Regions from separate parts of the Sus scrofa genome. Here region 1 is linked to region 2. The links are chromatin contacts, called in public HiChIP or PLAC-seq maps. All regions are on one chromosome and are shown on one strand. Each heading gives the region's core, a stretch centred on a gene start, on an enhancer-like site or on the middle of the called end of the contact. The rest is flanking DNA. Distances are from core to core; before and after follow the strand shown. Region 1 overlaps ETS1 (ETS proto-oncogene 1, transcription factor). Region 2 has its middle 300 kb from the start of ETS1.

What was found. HiChIP or PLAC-seq counts read pairs in DNA pulled down with a chosen protein or histone mark.
Region 1: a contact with region 2 is called in an H3K27ac HiChIP or PLAC-seq map of skeletal muscle, with 11 times the contacts expected there. The contact joins two enhancer-like sites. A contact is called at or near these places in 1 of 5 promoter capture datasets (liver), 10 of 47 Hi-C or Micro-C datasets (alveolar macrophages, embryonic fibroblasts, epiblast stem cells and 7 more) and 1 of 2 datasets of contacts at active chromatin or transcription factors (skeletal muscle).

What each region holds. Positions count from the first base shown.
Region 1 is chr9:55,473,141-55,479,583 of Sscrofa11.1, forward strand. The region is part of intron 3 of ETS1 (ETS proto-oncogene 1, transcription factor); the gene reads right to left. Among named protein-coding and RNA genes, the nearest start is that of ETS1, 36 kb to the right of the region's middle. Within about 2 kb of position 1,606, at least 40 of the 83 cell types and tissues checked have an H3K27ac peak or open chromatin away from gene starts, as enhancers often do. A contact at or near this core is called in liver, retroperitoneal adipose tissue, skeletal muscle and 1 more, where this site is marked.
Region 2 is chr9:55,205,821-55,212,464 of Sscrofa11.1, forward strand. No RefSeq gene overlaps it. Among named protein-coding and RNA genes, the nearest start is that of ETS1, 300 kb to the right of the region's middle. Within about 2 kb of position 4,346, at least 24 of the 83 cell types and tissues checked have an H3K27ac peak or open chromatin away from gene starts, as enhancers often do. A contact at or near this core is called in liver, retroperitoneal adipose tissue, skeletal muscle and 1 more, where this site is marked.

The DNA of each region.
Region 1 (6,443 bases), core at 356-2,855, 260 kb after region 2:
AAGAAATCAAGTGACAACTGCAAAGGCAACTAGAACCCTGGTTCTGTGGCTCTTTAAATCACTGGGGTCTGTTTCTTAGGCCCAACTTCAGCATGTTTCAGGAGGTACCCCCAAAGACTCGTAAAACAACTTCGGGAATTGGTAGCCTTGTTTTGGGGTTTTTTTTAATGCCACTCGTAAGAAGGAACAGAGGTTGCAAAGGTCTGTTTTCTTTCATAGCAAGAAAGCCCAAAAGACTTCAACATTTCTGTGGAGGTGGTGAATGAATCTAATTGGGCTGTTCCAAGTGGGGGAACCCCAAGTGGGGGAACCCCGAGTCGGGGAAGCATAACCTTACAGCCATGTGGGGGAGGGGCGGTGGTATGGGGGCAGGATCTGAACCAAAGTTGCTGGCCTCTCAGGCCTCTCACACTGGCAGCCTCAGAGAGCCAGAGGTTGCCCTATTCATCAGTGGGGAGGTAATTTCCCTCATAGTGCAATTAGGTCTCACGTTTGACCTATGACCTCTGGCCCATGCGATATTTATGATCTCCAGACAGGCAGCGAGGGGGCAGAAGGTAGAAGCTGAAGGCATTTAATGGATTAGAGGGAGGAAGGAAGGAAGGAAGGAAGAAGAAGGGAAGAAAAAGGAAGGGGAGGGAGGGAGGAAGGAAGGAAGAGATGAACCTGACTAGTTCAAAGTAATCTACGAAATCCTGATTTGAGAGCCATGCTCAGGTGCTCGCCTCTTCCACAGTCAATACGGTTTTCAGCTCCTCACTATAATTCTGCGAGGCGGGATCTACTGTCTTACACACGAGGACACAGGCTTAGGAGGGGTCAACGGTGTGCCCATGGTCACAGAGCTGGTAGGTGGCTGGGCTAAAACCTTGGCCCAGACCCACCTCATCAAGTCCCCAGTTCATTTCTCAACAGTAACCTTAAGCACGTGCGCGCCCGCCGCTCGCTCGCCTCGCGGTCTATCTATCTCCCCAACTCATCTAGAACTGCCCCCCGCCCCCAGCTCTTGCAAAACAATCTCTGTCCAGAATCTCTTCTGTTCCAACCGTCTCTTTCTCCATCCCGGCTCGGGGCAGGCATGCTACCCCCTGACGGCATGGAAGGCGCTCAGTCCCAGCCGGTCCGCTCCTCCCAGCCGGGACCGGGATCCTCCAGCCGGGGCTCCTGGACGCCCTGCCTCCCTCGCGGCGGGCCCCGCCTGCGCCCGCCTCGCTGGCAGCGCCGGGGTTAACCCGCCGGCCTGCGGAGCAATGATTTCTGTTTTATTTCAGCAGGGGAAGTGTGTGCCGGCCTGATTAGCCTGATGGTTTCCTCTTTTCCCATAACCTCCAGACCCCCACGGCCCAAGTGTTTACTCTCTGAAATAAAAAATCTGCTGGTGTTTTTCTTTTTGTGTGCTCGTGTATTTTGGGAGGATTGCAGAGGAGGAAGGCGGGTGGGGGTTAGGGACGCGGAGGCGGGAGGGGAGGGCGCGAAAGGGGGGCGAGCCACCTCCCCTCGTCCCTCCCCCACCGCGCCTCTTCCAGCTGCAGGCTCGGGCTGAGACCCCTGGCCGCAGCGCAGGAAAGAAACTTATTAATGAGGGAGCTGGGTCTCCTGCTTCAGCAGCTATAAACACAGCGAACATCTGGAGAGAGTAAGTCTCTTGGCGACCAGACGCTGAGAACAGGCTGCCTCTGCGCATCCCTCCCCCGCCAGGGCCCCTCCCCCCGCCCGACTCCAGCCCCCGCACCCTCACCCACCCCGCGCTCGCTTCACCCAGGGCGGCAGAGCGGGGACTGACGCCAGGCGGCCTCCACCAGGGGCCCCCAGCCCCGCTCCCCCCGCCGAGTTCCCGAAGAGGGGGGTCAAGACTGCTTGAATCAAATAAGAACTCCGTGCCCCAGGGACCTTTTCCCAACTCGGGCCAAATATTTGTGGTTTGAAAAAGTTAAGAGAACTTTTTTTCTCCCCAGCCCCCTGGGACTTCCAGGGCAATGCTGTTACTTCCTAGGATTTTTGAGAAGCAGCGCTGGAGGACAGCCAGCGGAACGCTCGCATACTCCTTGTCACTCCTTGTGGCCCCGGTTTCTCCCACTAGGTTACCCTCCCGCCCCAGGAGCGAAGGAGGTGATTTACATTTGTCCTTACTGCCCTGGGCCGCTGGAGTCCCTCTGAGAGACACAGGTCTCTAACCCACAGCTTCTCTTTCTGGCCCTCACCTGGCTCCCTTCTCCTCCCGCTAGTAAAATGCGGCATCGCGGAAGGTAAAATTGGCAGGTGTCTGAAAATTACCCTGGGGCGCCGGAGCATGGGCAAAGCTGGGGAGACAAGAGTGGGCCACCAGGTTTCTTTGAGTCACTTAAATTCACACTCATCATGGTGAAAGGGTGGCATCTATTCATCACCTGCTATGACGACCTTTGAAGGACACACTCTGCCCAGTCTATAGTACGAGGCAACTGTGAAATAAGTGTAAGCGTCCCGCCTGTTAAAGGGGAGGGAACAAAATCCCGGTGAGTTCTTGCTCTTCCCACCATACCCCCTAAACGCTTTGCTGGGACCCCATACCTTTCAGCTGATACTCAAAAACTTACAAAGTTATTGTGATCTGAATATGAACTAGCCCAGGCTGGAAAGCTACCGGGGTGGTGGGTGGGAGATAGGATGGGCGGGGCAGCGCAACCTCCGCAAATAGGAGGCAACTCGGTTCCCAGCCAGAGAAATATCCTTGGTGGATGGAGAAGAGAGTCAGGCACTTGCAGAAATCTCATCATCAGGAAAACGAAATGATGAGCGAGACTGAGAGCTAGTTTTTTTTTTGCCTGTGGCTTCTCTTCATAATGCCCTCCCAGGGCTCTTTCCCCGAGCCTTTCCTCCTGGCTGACTTTGGTCCTCTCAGGGATGGGATGCGGGTGCCGAAAGGGTTTCCTGCAGCAAGCTTCGGTCAGCACAGCACGGTGCCCTGGATGCAGCTTGGCAGGGCAGCTGGGCTCTCACTGCAGCCTTCCGTGAAAGGCTAAAACCTGTGCCGGGGTTACAGCTTCCCCCTTCCAAACACAACTCTCAAGTCAGATTCCGAGAAGGTCGAAAGTTTCCTTGAGAGGAATAGCCCACATCTCTCTCTCTCTCTCTCTCACACACACACACACACACACACACACACACACACACACGTGCGCACGCACAATCAAAACTGTTTTGAACAAAGAACCTGGAACAGGTCCTTTATAAAAGGAAAACATACTCAATGAGGAAAGAACAGTATACCGTGTTTTAAACCACAGGGCCCGTCTGAGAGGGCCAGCTGAAAGAACAAGGCTGTTGGGAGAATAAACATTTCAGAGCAAGGTGAATCTCCATTTAACAAGTCTCTCTGGCATTCCCTCCCCGTGCTCCACACTTAAAGCCAAATTGGAGGCATCTGTTTTTCCTGCTGAAACTTCCCACCTGGTTGCCGATAGCCCTTTTCCAAACACTGGGCCAGGTTTGATCTCTCCCAGCCGCCTGGCCGTCTGGGAAAGCCCCAGGAGAGACCATGAACTCGGACTCGACGCGTCTCCCACTTGAACTTCCAAAGTTTAGGGGGGAAAGACACTCTTTAGCTCTACCGTTTTGCAGGAAAATGTATGTTAAAAGTGTTCAGTATTACAGGGAGAGCCAACGTCACACTCTTTCTGACCAATCTTTATCTCCTAAAGCAGTGTGACATTTCACCTCGGAACTATTTCTTAATATATATAAATGTACCCTCACATACACATTTGAAGAAATGTTGCCTAGAGACAGGCATCAGCCTTCCCCATTCTCCTTGAATCTTCTCAGTGTCCAGCACGTGGCCCTGGCCTCCAAAAGTGTTCATCCCATCATCGGGTCACTTTCTGACTCAATACCCAGACAGTTTTGGTTCTTGGGCACGTCAGGATATGGTACAGTGGCAAACATTCATAGTGAGTTGCTAAGTGACGGCAGTGCTTTACGCTTGACACATATTAACTTAGTGGTTCTCAAAGTGTGGTCTTCAGACCAGCAGTGGCGGCAGCACCACCTCCCACCCTCCCACCCTCCCACCTCCACCCCCGCGCACTGAGAACTTTGTGAGAAATGCAAATTTTGAGCCTTACCCTAGACTCACTGAATCAGAAACCCTGGGGTTAGACCCCTAGAACCCGCCTTTTAACAAACCCTCCAGGTGACTCTAGCACACTTTGAAAACACTGGTTTAGATAAAGAAACTGAAGAACAGAGATGCAAGTTGCCTAAGTAACGCAGTTAGGAAGGGCTGATGGACCAACCCAAGCCACCTGGTTCCAGAGGCTGGATTCTTTCGCATACACTGTGTACCTACCTCCTCTCTCACAAAGGATGGGAAACGGCAGCTAACCTGTGCATGTGGGTAGAGGAGGTTTTCACTGGAATCCACTACCCAAAACATCCCCAGTTGCACTCTACCAGATGGAAACAAGTACTGTCTTGCCTCTCAAAGCAAGAGCCATGGTCATGAGACCATAGGTTCATTTGCCTGAGAGTGAGTTGGGCTTGCTGTGTTCCAGGTCTGCAGACTGCTTTTTCCAATCCTAAGCAACTATTTTGAGAACGTGAACTTTGGTCAAACATCACCTCCACAAGTGCGGCTGATGCAAGACAAATCCAGCCCCAAAATGAAAACTACGTTGATACCATATCACCCTGGAAGGGTATCAAGTGAGTGTCACATTTTCTGATGCACACCCTGGTCATGCACGGTCATCATGGCCATGAGATTACCATCAAATATGGACAGCCATCAGTTGATGGGACGGACGGCGGCCGTGTGGCCTGGGAGAACAGTTGGGTCTCTGATGTCACTTCTCTAGTTCCCAGTGGAAAACAGGCATTGCATGACTCCAGCTGGGTCTGGACACCGCTCTGAGCTCACTGCCTCTGTCTAAAAATAGGCTGCTGTCAACTCCATCCCTTCCATGAGGCCGTGGATAGGAACGAGTCGTGAGAGTTAACAGCAACGCAAGTGAGTGAGGTTCCTGGAGGTGAGGAGCAAAGGGATTGACATTTTTAAAAAAATGCTTCTTGTTGTGATGATTGAGAGAAAGGGCTGAGGTGGGGGCGCTGCACAGAGGAAGGGAACAGAAAGGAGGCAGGGCCAGTGGGCTCCACTCCAGCCAGACTATAAACAGCAACAGACATTTCAGCCGTGTCTTGTGTGAGGGGCTCCATTGATTCACAGGCTCCCCAACAGAGGGATGAGGAGAGGCTAAGACAGAAAGGGCCCATTCATTCATGCAGAACCCCGCTCTCTGTCCCCATTGGCTCTCGCTAATGGCTCCAGGCTGATGGGGAGGAGGGGGAGGAGGCGAAGCGGAGGAGGAGGTAGAAATGAAAGAAAATGATGACTCCAAGATTGTCGTGAAGAAATGTACAGCTGCACAGGCAATTGCATGCAAATCTGGCTTCCCTTTTTAGCTGTAGAGTTAATGTCCTCAAATTCATCTCTTTTTCTCTTTCATGTCGTCCGCCCCTCCCCTTCTTTTCCCCTTCCCATTCATCTTTCAGTCTCTCTTCCTAGTATTCTCCATCTCTCTACCAGCACCCACTTTTCCTTTCTGTCCATTTCCACACACCTCTTCCTTCTTCCTCAGAAGCCCTTGTACCACCTATTCTGTCCAACCGATTCTCACCTCGTCTTGATGGCTGAGTATTCGGTGCCACTCACGTGGTAAGCCTCTCCCCCATTCATGCTGTCACTCAGCTTTATTCTTTCTTCCCCCTCCCTCCCTCCCCTTCTCTCCTCCCTCTTGGCCTCTGTCCCTTTGTGAATTGGGAAGATATTCAGACACAGGCCCTGGCGGGGCCTCGATGGCCCCTCCTGCTGGATGTTTCAGGCACTGACAGATGTGCAGTCCTTGCAAAAGAAGTGCCTTCATCCCTTTGGAGAGCACAAACGTGAGCGGGAAGCAGGGCTGGGGAGTGGCCTTGAGACAGAGGGCGGGAAGGAAACTGAAGTTATAAATAGGATGAAAGAAGATGAAAAAATGGGAGAGTCTTTTTTTCCTCTCTTTTCTTCTTCCTCGACGCATCTCCAAGGCAATGTGCTGCAGCTGGAGAAATCATTGATGGGTCCATGTCTTCACCTCCCTTCCCCATAACCCCAAGATCTCCTTCCAAAGGACACCCGTCACTGAGGAGGGCTGGACCACAGCCCAGAAAGAATCACTGCAATCCCTTCATCTGGGCAGCTCAAAAGGCAAGGAGGGGCTGGAAAAGCTCAGGGTTCTTGCCAGAGATTCCCATCAGAAGAAGCCTAGGATGGAGAAAACTAGAGACATCATATTCGCCACCAAAGCACCACTCCCACATGGAAGGTTGCTAGCATTTTGGAGCTGCAGTTGATGATAACCTAGGTCATTTTAGGGCTTGATTGTTCTATGCCCTCATCTTCTCATCCTACCCCGAAGTCACCAGTCTGG
Region 2 (6,644 bases), core at 3,096-5,595:
TGACGGAGCAAACGGTGCTTAGCAGTTTCCTCTGGAAAGCACCACTGAATGGATGCCAAGCTATTCTAGAATCTCCACGCATGGTGCTTCTAGCCGGCTTGATGGGTGAGAGGTAAAGTGCAGATCTGGCGGAAAAAATACCAAAGCCCATGGCTATTCTTCTCAACCCTCACGCATCTGCCAAGTGGAAAATTCTCCTGCGCCAGGTCCAACGAGGTCACGCCGGTTTCTTGTTTTAGGTGAACCAGAAGAGAAGCCACGGATGAAACACTAGAGGGTGGCTTTCCAATATGGTGTGATTTCTGAGACCCCTTCTGCCCCACCAGAAGTATGTCACCATTGTGGAGTTCCCATTGTGATTCAGCGGGTTAAGGACCCAACACTGTTTCTGTGAGGATGCGGGTTTGATCCCTAGCCTCACTCAGTGGGTTAAGGATCCAGTGTTGCTCTAAGCTGCCGCATAGGTCACAGATGCGGCTCAGATCGGGGGTTGCCATGGCTGTGGCGTAATCCCAGCTGCAGCTCTGATGCCACCCCTGACCTGGAAACTTCTAGATGCTGCAGGTGCGGCTGTAAAAAAAAAAGAGAGAAAAAAAAAAAAAAGTCACAGTCCTCCCCCCCTCCCCCTCACCCAAGAGGCAAGGGTAGAAACGGTGGAAAACATCTATTCCAGTTTTGTCCAGGCTGCCTGTGGACTGAAAAAAGAAAAATCCATGAGAAAGTGCCAGGATTCCAGGTTTGCACTCTTCCTCTTCCTGCTCTGCGGAATTACCCCCCCAACCCCCAGATGAAAAAATACATTCTCAAACAGGGCATGGGGAGTGGAGGTGTGGTGGCCCAAGAGCGTGGGTTTATTCAGTGAGGGGTTGGGAACTGGGTGGGAGGGCACAGCCAGCTGGTGCATCCTCAGAGTCTCTCGAGCCAGCCTGGGGTGAGCTCGCAAACTGCAGGGATCACAGAAGCCCCGCTGGACTCCTGGCCCCGGGACCTCCGCCACGTCGACTCCAGCCCTGCTCCTCTGTCTCCTGCCCCCTCACCCGCCCGTCTGCCCCCTGCCCCATCTTCGTCCCAGGGAGCCAGCTGTAGCATGTAGGAGAAACGGGCCCTGTCACGGCTGTCTCTAGCGTGTTATTGTTAGTGTTACGTTACAAATCCCGTTTCCATGCCGGGGTCCCTCGGGGGTCATAACCAGGAGAGGCCGTGACCTTGTCAATAAACAGAACCCCAATCCCTAATGTAACCACTTTGCATCCGTGAGGCCTGCTCCCAGGGTTTCTGGATCGGATTCTTTCCCTGGCAGGATTGTCTCAGGGAGGCTCCCCTGGAAGTGCCAGATACAGGCAGTGAGCATGATGAGATGCTGATCCTGATGGCAGGTGGATGTCAGCACAGGCTTGGCCTGGGCTCCCCCCAGAGTCCCCCACTGGTCACACGAGGGTGTACTGGGAGTATTACCACCAGTCAGCAGTTTCTTTTGCTGCTGGTTTCCTGCAAAGACGAGGCCAGGATGTTAGCCCTTGCTGAAGTTCTCCGTCCCTTAGGAGACTTATACATGGAGAGGCCTCAGTGAGGACTTGTCTGAGGCACAGCGGGATACACGTAAGAAGACAGAGCCAAAAGTAAGCAGAGGAATTCCTGTTGCGGCTCAGTGGTAATGAACCTCATTAGTAACCATGAGGATGTGGGTTCAATCCCTGGCCTCACTCAATGGGTTAAGGATCCGGCGTTGCTATGAGCTGTGGTATAGTCTCAGACATAGCTCAGATGCCGAGCTGCTATGGCTGGCATAGGCCGGCAGCTGCAGCTCCAATTCAGCCCCTAGCCTGGGAACTTCCATATGCTGCATAGGTGGCCCTAAAAAAAAAAAAAAAAAAAAAAAAAAGTAAGCAGATTGAAGTGTCACCCACACAGAGACAGGGCTGGCTTCAGCCACCCTCCATCTTTTGTGCAGATGAATCTGTCCCATGAAAATGTGTTTTCCTTCCTAACGCAGAGCCAGCTGATGAAGCATGGCGAGAACCAAGTGGAAAAAATGAACCAGGCCAGAGTCTGCTCACTCATTCAGCAAATATTCCAAACTGGGCATCTTTCATGCGCCTGGAACCCAGTCCCCACCTGCACGTGGACACCACACGATATACAGGACAGTGTGCCTGGGGCCAGGGGGTGGGCAGCATTTTTTATCTGTATTGCATTTAATGCTCCACTCTCTCAGAACTCTGAATGTCATTACCTTGGCCTCCAGAGCTGTCGCTCTCCATCCCTCCCCCGGCTGAGCCTCAGGAAGAAGATGTTCTCGAATGTCTGTGGTCAGGACTGGAAGACTGGCATTTAGAGAGACAAGTGGTCCTCAGCTCTGCAGACTAACAGAGCGTCAAAGCTCCCCCGACATGGCTTGGCTTGTTTCTAAGACACCCCCCAAGTGTTTACTGGGGCCTCTGAGGGGATAGTTGAGTTTAACATGGTGTTACTATTTCTGCTGAGTGAACCAGACGGCCCTCTAGCATCCGCCCCCTCTTCTTATAAACGGGGACACCAAAGTCTGAAAGGATATTTGTGTGGTCGCAATCTCAGCTCCTGATTTTTTTTAAAAGTGCAGGATAGAGAAAGAAGCCACGGAAAGGAGTGAAAGGGAGTAAAGTGTCCCCCCTGGAATCCCAGACTCAGAGGCTTAGGGCCACTTGCATTTAAAAAATCTGTTTGTTTGTTTTTGGCTATACCCACAACACGTGGAAATTCCCGGCCCAGGGATCGAAGTTGCACCACAGCAGCCACCCAAGCTGCTGCAGTGATGACGCTGGATCCTTAACCCGTTGCACCACCAGGGAACTCCCAGGGCCACTTTGAGAGACCAGTGAGACGCATATTCACTAGGAGGGATGGCACTTGCTTGCCTGACATACCCCAAGCTTCCAGAACAGGGCTTGCCCACAGTGGGCGCTCAGAATCGATTTAATTAAACAGAGGCGCCTTCACCGAAGTGAAGGGAGAGAAAGCAAAGCAGCTCTGAATCCATCTGTTTCACAGTTCGAGGTTCCAGATCCACTTTCACTGCCAAGAGGGATCTATTAAAAAACAACCGTCTGACCAGTGGCTCCCACTTGGAGAGACTGTAACTCTTGGGCTGTAGTTATTACACAACTGGCCAACCAGTTGTGGTCTTATCAATAATATGTGTCATGCAAAACAAGCTTCAATCATTTCCCAAATAAATGGACATAGGGCTTGGATGCATACATATAAATCCCTTTTTTTTTTAATTTCAGAATACATAGAGACGTTTCATCATTGTGTGTCAAGGAACACCGAGAGTATAAACACAAGCACATATTCTGTTAGGCTGTTGACATTCAAAAGGGATACCCCACTCATAATGTGGGGAAATGACTGCACTGGACCTACCCTCTCGTTTCACAGATAACGTTTTATAGATTCTCACTGAGGAGAAGGACCAGCCCACCGTCATTCAGCTCTTTGGTGACTGGACCACATATCAACACAGGGCATCCCAGCTTTTTCCTATACCATGTCCCCTCAGGTGCACCCTCCCAAACACCCTGATCTGAAAGGACAGCCCAAGTCAACTTAATTTATTTCTGAAACAGAACCACTCATTCGAGGACCGTGCGCCACGCTCTCCACCAGCCTGATGGCTGCTTCCTCCCATCTCCTCACTGGGGCAAGTGCTCTCATTATTATCCCCATTTCATAAGTTAAAAGGGGGCACTGGAGGAGTTCCATCATTTGCACAAGGCCACTTGGCGACTAAGGTGCGGGGACAGATGCAAACTCTTGGCTACTAAGGTGCAGGGACAGATGCAAACTCTTTGACTCCAAAGCCCAGATGTTCAAGCACTTGGCAGTACACAACTTAGAGTTCACATGTATGGAAATCAATGGTATCAGCTGAAATGAAATTTAAGGGCATCAAAAGGCAACTCCCAGGAGGGCCAGCTCTAGCCCCATAGCATCTGCTGGGGGCCGGTGTGGTGGGTGGGGCGCAGCTGGCAGGACCTCAGAGAACGCAGTGGAGAGGGCCATTTATCAAGGAAAGAGAACAGACTCAATGCCAGCACCACCAGCATTTCCTAAAAATTTGTCTCCCAGGCCCCCTTGTCAGCAACCCAAAGAGGCTCTCGGGTGCGGAGCTGGAAAATCTGTAGGGGGGACAAATACCTCAACGGCTTTTGAGCACCCCAAATTTGAAAACCCAAAGCCTGGGAGCTCCCAGGCAGGGTGTCAGCACCTGGAGTAAACAAAGGAACCCAGATTGCAAGGGCCCAGCCTCTGAGGAGCCTCCACTGAGCCCCAGCAAACACGCCCCGGGGGCCCCGCCTGCAAGAGGCAGGGGAGGGGTGTCTTTCATGTCCCTGGGTGTGCAGAAGGCTTGCGTGTGTTTGTTTAGAACAAAGCCTGTACTTAACTGGCACAAGAGAAACAGATTTTATAAATAGATGTGAGCATGAATGGTTTTTATGATTAGCTTGTTTTCAATCACCATGCCTGACCGGTGTCTGTGTTCAACTAAGTAAATATTTCTATGGTGATAGTATACACAACACAATGGCCATTATTTAATGTTAATACAAGTACCATATGGGAGGTCTTATCATGCGAGAGCCCCAAAGCATAATAAAAGCAGATAGGAATAGATAGGCAAGGGTGGGCCCTGCTGTACAGTAGGCTTGATAAAACATCTGCTCTGGCAAACGCTAGCCATGCAAGTATTTCTGCAGAGAGAACTCTTCCCCCTGGGATCTCTAGGACCAGATCAGAACGCCAGGCGCTGTGTTTTCCTCTTACTCACGCTCTGACCTTGGTTAAGTCTCCAGGCTAATTGTTTAAACATTCATGCCTCAATTTCCCCATTCTTAGGAGTGTGCTTGCCCCTCCGGGGAGTAATGACGATTTACTCCTGCTGGAATCTCGAGTTGAGAAGGGTAAGTACTGAAGTGGTGCCTCTTTCTTTGAAGCAGCCCAGAATATCAAAGGGAGACCATCCGCTGCAGGTTCCCTTTGCACCTGCACATGTGGGACCCCGGGACATTTCCAAGATGGGTGAAGCAGCCTTGGACAGACCAGAGTTCCCCAGAACTTTACGAGGAGGTAGGCATTTGCCAGGTTTACACTTGGGAGGACAACACTGATGACAGAGGGCGTGAAACTGGACTTATTCTCCAGGGACACTCAGGCAGCATGAGAACGTTCAAGGTTTTCGTGCTGTGGAAGGGGGCATTTCAGCTTTGCACGAAGCATCACTTCTCGATGGTGCTTTTGGTGTCATAAGTGCATAATACGACAGTGTTTGGTGCAATAGGATGTCTGTAGGCTGTTTATATATTATCTGGTTTCACCTTCAGAACTTGCCCTGAAGGGATGACGATGTCCAATTCTGGGATTTGGTGTTTTGCTCTTATGTGTCCTGATGAAACCCATCAACATGAAGAACTCTTGGGATTCGTTTTACCCTTTCCATCCACATGGGGCGTCCACGTCCATCAGGTCATCTATCCCACACTACCAGCCTCGCCTGTGAAAGAGGAACAGACAGTCTCAAAGGCTTATGCTTCACCCAAGCCGAGTTACACAAGTGGAGAGCTAAAACGCAAACCCAAGACTTCTGCTCTGTAAGCCTACTATTTCTAAAGACTTTTTCTCTGTAATTTGGAAAGCAGAATGGGGCCCAGGGAGGAGAATTTATCCTCTGGTGAACTCAGATTAAGCTTGCGGGCTATTGTTTCTGTTCCTTCTGGAGCAGCCAGCCCCGGGTAACACTGGCCTCCCACAAGCTCTCTGCCATCACCCCGGCCACTCTGGCAGGCAGCCTGGCTGAAAATCCAGCGTTACTTTGTGTCACTATCAAAAAGGAAGTCAGACGTAGGTGAGAGGAGATGCTGCCTGGCAAATATTGAAGGAAAGAGATTTGAACTCCCAACTGTGTTCTCTAACCTAATGGGATTCTTTCCAGCGGATTGGCTGAGGACACCATAAAACCAGAAACAATGAGCTCTTCGCCGTGCTTGGAATGGCCCCCAGGGAAACTGTGGATTAATACACAGATGGCATGTGGCTCAGAAAGGACTCACCCACACTGGGAACATGACTGAGTGAACCAGCTCTTCTGAAGCCCTGGTTTACCTGTGCTGGGGAAGGCAGAGGGAGAAGAAGTCTGTTGACCTGGGGGTCCATGTGTTTCAGTCCCTGCCCTGAAGTCTCTGCCTACACGCCTCTCCCAGAGCCTGGAACCAGGAACGTCACCCCATCTGGCTTCCCCAGATCAGGAATAGGGCCTTTTTAAGTGGCCGTGGGAGTTGTATGCACATGTGTTCATGAGCCTGGGGCCTCCTCATTTAGTCACAGAAGGAAAGGGGACCAGGTTGGCAACTCTGGGTGTTAACAGGCTGAACAGCATGGCCAGTCTAGGGCCGCCCGCTGCCCCATGCCGCTGTCTTGACCCAATGGCCGGGCATGTTTCTGATTATTCTGTGGATTTGTCTTGTGCTGATGGGTGGGGAAAGGCCAGTGAAGCCGTAAGCATTTAAGTGAAAGCCATGAGCCTCTGGTGCCCTTCATAAATTTCCCACAGTCTCTGCCGATGCCTTGGGGCCCTTCAGGGTTTTGAGTTTCAGCTTTCAGTAAATAGG